2 separate regions of the Ovis aries genome follow, and region 1 is linked to region 2. A link is a contact called in public Hi-C data. All regions are on one chromosome and are shown on one strand. Each heading gives the region's core, a stretch centred on a gene start, on an enhancer-like site or on the middle of the called end of the contact. The rest is flanking DNA. Distances are from core to core; before and after follow the strand shown. Region 1 has its middle 6.9 kb from the start of KRT222. Region 2 has its middle 32 kb from the start of CCR7.

The links. Hi-C and Micro-C count contacts between places; a contact is called where the count stands out from the background.
Region 1: a contact with region 2 is called in a Hi-C map of liver, with 3 times the contacts expected there. The contact joins two enhancer-like sites. A contact is called at or near these places in 7 of 16 Hi-C or Micro-C datasets (blood, hypothalamus, liver and 3 more).

What each region holds. Positions count from the first base shown.
Region 1 is chr11:40,631,221-40,633,934 of ARS-UI_Ramb_v3.0, forward strand. No RefSeq gene overlaps it. Among named protein-coding and RNA genes, the nearest start is that of KRT222, 6.9 kb to the left of the region's middle. Within about 2 kb of position 1,276, at least 1 of the 54 cell types and tissues checked has an H3K27ac peak or open chromatin away from gene starts, as enhancers often do. A contact at or near this core is called in liver, where this site is marked.
Region 2 is chr11:40,568,462-40,571,181 of ARS-UI_Ramb_v3.0, forward strand. No RefSeq gene overlaps it. Among named protein-coding and RNA genes, the nearest start is that of CCR7, 32 kb to the left of the region's middle. Within about 2 kb of position 1,305, at least 4 of the 54 cell types and tissues checked have an H3K27ac peak or open chromatin away from gene starts, as enhancers often do. A contact at or near this core is called in liver, where this site is marked.

The DNA.
Region 1 (2,714 bases), core at 26-2,525, 63 kb after region 2:
ATTACTTTTTGCTGATATCAGAGAAAATAAACACAAATGAAAAATGAGAGACTTAATTCTCCTTCTTGAAAATAAGGAAAGAGATACCTCCCCCATCTCTCTTTTCTTGAAACAATTGCTTTAGAAATCTTGTAGATTCTTTCTCTGTCTCTTCAAAACATAAGTGCATATTTTAAAAAGGTCAATAAACCATTGGCCAGCTATATGACTCAGGGATGTTTTCCTCATGTTCCTCAAAGGAACCATACTTTGGAATGTAAACATCCAAGGAAAGCAGCACCCCGGTCTTCTAGTTCCTGAGGGAAGGAAGGAGCCTCTCTCCAAAACTAACTCCTATTACAAGATATGTACTTGCCCTCTATATGAAGCCTATTAGTGAACACAGATAGTAACCCCAATCACTAGGTGAAGTCACCCGAATTACTAGGTGAACCATGCGTGACAAATGATGACGTCAGGTCCTCTTATTTGAGGACGGGTTTATCTTGAAAAGAAAGATGTAATGGATTTTAACTGCTTGGCTATAAAAGGGTAAGAGATCCTTCTGTCTGTGATTTTCTTAGTGGATTGAATGAAATGTCCATCACATTCTGGTTTAATGCTTATTCAAAGCAAAAATGTCTTCTTTCTCTACTACCTTTGTGGAGAGGCTTTCTGAATGAGGAGAATATTTTATTTTTAATTGTATTTCCCCAACAAGTTCCAGTGAGTTTCCCTGGTAGCTCAGATGGTAAAGAATCTGCCTGCAGTGGAGACCTGGTTTGATCCCTGGGTCCGATCCCTGGGTCAGGAAGATCCCCTGGAGAAGGGCTTGGAAATCCACTCCAATATTTTTGCCTGGAAAGTTCTATGGACAGAGGAGCCTGGTGGGCTATAGTCCATGAGGTCACAAAGAATTGGACACTTCTAAGTGACTAACACACACACACACACACACACACACACACACTAAGCTTCAAAAAGCAGCTAGTGTCTGATCTTGGCTTTGAAAGACAACCTACATGTTACAGACAATCTATTTTAAACTATCTAACATTTCCTATTTGTAATTTAGCCCACACATAGGACCCTGATTTAGGCAGGTGGCAATGGAGGCTTTGACTTGCACTTAAAAAAAATTAATCGAGGGGAAATTCACGTAACATAAAATTAACCTTTAAAAAATGTACAGGACTTCCTGGTGGGGCAGTGGTTAAGAATCCTCCTGCCAATACAGGGGACACGGGTTAGATTCCATGTCCTGGTTCAGGGAGGTTACACATGGCCGCAGAGCAACTAAGCCCTCTTGTGGCAACTTCTGAAGCCTGCACATCTTGGAGCCTTGCTCTGCCCAAATCAAGAGAAGCCATTGCAATGAGAAGCTGCACACTGAAACTAGAGAAAAGCCAGTGCAACAGTTAAGACCCCCTGCAGCCAAAAATAAATCAGTAATAAAACTGTACAGGTCATTCAGCACATTCACAATGCTGGGTAACCAGCACATCCATCTAGTTCCAAAGCATTTTCAGAAGAAAAACCGTACCCATTAAGCAATCACTCCACATTCCTCGACCCCCCAGCCTATGTAACCATCAATTTGCTTTCTGTCTTTATGAAGAGCAGCACTAATCATAATACCCCCCAAATGGAAATAACTCAAGCTTTCATCAACAGATGAGTGAGCAAACTGTGGTATATCCACTCAATGGAATATTCAGCCACAATAAGGAATGAAGCACTGATACATGATACAACATGGATGAGCCTTGAAAACATCATACACAATCAAAGGACACGTACTGTCTGTATTAAACATCCAGAACTGGTTAAAAAAATTTTTTTTTTGAAAGGAACGTTTTAACACATATGGAAAGACATTATACGCTAGACTTTGAGCTCTTACCGCAGATGATGTGGCCTCCATGTGAAGTGGTAATTGGTAGCAGCAAAGAGGGAGAGGTGGTAGGTAGAAAAATCAGAGGGTGGCTGACGGTAGGGGACACAAAAGTTCACAGAAATTCCTCTGTTTGACATTGAACATCCATCTTGCCTAAGCAAGCTGTGTCTCTGTATAAACCTTCTCTGACATTAGTGCTGGTTGCGTCCTAGTTCTGGATATACGCCTTGCATCACTATTATGGTTGTAATTGTCTAGTCCTCACAACTGAGCGTGTGTTTCAGACGCCTTGAATGCAGGGCTCAGCTTTACTTTTCCTCTTTTGTTGTCTCCAGCAGCTTTCCCAGGACAGATTGTGTGGACAGCAGGAAAAGTGTGGATCACATGCAGAGGTACAACATAGCTCTTATTGGTAACCCAGATTTGTATATCTTTGGATATTATTTTGGCTTATTGGTCTTCACATAATAGCTTAAATTACTGAGTGCTGTTTTCAGGCTTAAATGCACTCGCACTGCACAAACTGGCTAAATGAACATGCCTGCTCCAGAAGCAAGCTCTCCTGTCCTGTGTCTCCCTCTGCCTTCTTACTTCCCCTTGGTGCTTATCACTGCCTTAGTTCCTCGCTGTCATGACAGAGTCCTCCGACTTTTTCTGGGCTGGACTCTGCTCCCTGCGAGCTGCTATCAGACGCATCTGTTTCTGTCCGTACCTTCCTTCTCTTCTTCCCTTGCTTTCAATTTTCCAGTTCAGTTTCTGAGTGTCTGAGCACCCTTGGCTTCTTGGCACTGTTGTATAGCTTTGAAGGATGCAGTGTACGTGGCTGGCAGTATGGTAG
Region 2 (2,720 bases), core at 55-2,554:
CACTCCCAGCTTCCTCACCACCCAAACCCACTGATAGTATCTTTTCTTCTTACTAACTCCTTCATCGTTCACTCCCAGCCAGGCTCACCCGAGGGCCTGACTCCATAGTAAATGTATGGCACAGATGTAGTTATTATTAGTAGTAATTTCTATTTATTTATTTAAATTTTTCCTTTATATTGGAGTAGAGTTGTTGACAATAGTGTGCTAGTTTCAGATGTACAGTAAAGTGATTCAGTTATACATATACCTGTATCTACTCTTTTTCAGATTCTTCCCCATATAGGTTATGATATGTGTTATCATTAACCCTAGTAGATGTAGGAACTGTCCCCAGATCTTGGTGACATTATTGGTGCTGGCATGGCTTGGGGACAGCAAATCCCATTGAGCTGTCCTTGGTTGGTCTGGCTTACTTGGGGACTTGTGTAAGGGAGAAAAGGCTGGCAGGGTTAGGGCATTCTTGGGCTCTCTGTACCCATGACTTCCTACCAGGCCCCACCCAGGACCAGAGGATGGTGAGCCTGTCCACACTGTCTAGCATAACGCAGAGCTAATGTCAGTGGGGCCGCCTGGATATGCCGACAGCACCTACTGTTCATTTAGAGGTGTCCAGACACAGGCGGGAGACCCTCTGAGAGAGCAATAGAGTGGCACACTGGACCTATGGGCACCTCCACCCCCAAGTTGGTTCTGATCTAGCAGTTCTTCAGGTCTCGAGTCTGAAACGTCAGAACCCAGTCACGTGTCTGTGACCAGAGGACGCTCTTAAAATGCCACTTGAAGAATGTTGTTTGGGTACTTTTACACATCAGCTGTTAATCTATACAGGATTTTCCCCTTCCCAGGGTAAAGTGAAAGAAGAGGAAGTGAAAACAGGAGGGGGAGAATTTAGTATAGCATCTCTCGCCTTACAGATAACAACCGAAAACCCCCTAGGCGTTGAACAGAGCCTTGTACTTTCTATAGCTCACCGGCATCCATGGATTGCCTCATTTGGTTCTCAGAGCTCCCCCAGGTGGGAGGCAGGATTCTGAGCCGCCTGATTTCACTCTCATTTGCAGAGAGTAGGTGCTCCTTAGGCAGGAGGCAAGGGCTGGGGACTGGCTATCTTGATAGTAGTTCTTCAGAGCCATTCTAGAGAGGTGCTTTGGGTTTCTGAGTTTCTTCAGGGAATCTGGATTGAAGCTAATCCGTATCTGGTGGAGAAAGGTCTCTGGGACTAGGGATCTGAGCCAACAGTCCTTTGGCCAGAGCTCTTCGGCCAAACAGGACAGAAACATTGGTCTTCCTAGTGCTGAGTCACCACCATCTGCTGACCTTTCCAGCCACGGGACTCTCCTGGGTGCTGGGGATTCCCTACCTCAAAGCCCAGGGCCTCTGAGAAATTTTGATTGCATTATCTCCTACTGAGAAAGGGGTGGTCTTACCAGAGTCCAGTAGGCATGTTTTAACCTGTCTTGTTGCTTTAATAGTCTCCCATAACAACTCATTCCTCTACCTCCCAGCCAGGAGGACCAAGTGGAGGCTGAGATTCAGCCTGGGTTTGGAATCAGAACCCTCCAGAGTATCCCCCCTCCACTTGAGCAACTGGCTTATTGTGTGATCAAACCCAACTTGAATCTGAAGTCAATCTCCTGACCCCAGGTTGTGGTGAAGGAAAGTGCAGCGTTTATTGCAGGGCACCAAGAAAGGAGTACAGGTGGCTAAAGCTCAAAACCCCCAAACCCCACGATGGCTTTCAAGGAAAGATTTTTAAAGAAAGGGTGAGGGAGAGGGTTGCGTGGTATATGATCAACTTGTGGACATTCTTCTGATTGGTTGGTGGTGAGATAATCAAGGATTAACATCATCAACCTTCTGGTTCCAACCAGTCTGGGGTTACGTGCTTGTGGTCAGCATGTAGTTAGCATCTTCCATCTGGTGGGGGTTTCAGTTATCTGTGAAATAGCTCAAGGACATGGCTCAGAACATGACCTATAGCCCTTGAGGAGGGACTAAGTGTCCTTGACTTCGTTTAATTGCTAAGCTACAGTTATTTTGTCTTCCTTGACTGTTTTCCTTGATTTTTGCATTTTCTCACTTCTCTAATTAAATTTGTTTTTTTGGGAAAGTCTAGGAGGCTGAAGTTTTTCTACAACTGAGAGGCAGGTAGAGGACATGTTGTGGGGGGTCTTCCCAGGAAGGCCCCATTGGGTCCTGCTTGGTTATAATCCCCCCCTTTTTGTGATACTCCTCAATCTGGAAGGGTAACAGGTGTAGGAAAAGAAAGGGGATGAAATTTTGGATAAGGAGGTTAACCATAAGCTTGGCAGAAGAACTCAGTTTTAGGGGAACTCAGTTTTAGTTGCTGCCCCTTTCTGTCTCTGTGCCAAACTTTCCACAGGTCCTTCCTTGCCTCCCATAGTGCCCTCTCTCTATCTCCCACTGACCTTTCAGAACCAGCTCAGATACCACACTTCTGAAGCCTTCCTTAGTGTCTGCACACAGGAAAGTTTGTTTCCCTCCCCTGACTCATGGGACCATGCATGTGGCCTTTGGTAGAGACAGTCAGTGCATTTCTCTCCTCTTTCTCCAAGGGCCCAGGACCCCTCATCTCTGAGTGTGCTCCATCACAGAACTCTCAAACCGTCAGTAAGCGTTGAATGAATGGGTGGAGATCTGTCACTGGCTCCTCCACCTCTATCTACCATCTTTTCTGGAGGAAAGGCAGTTTGTTC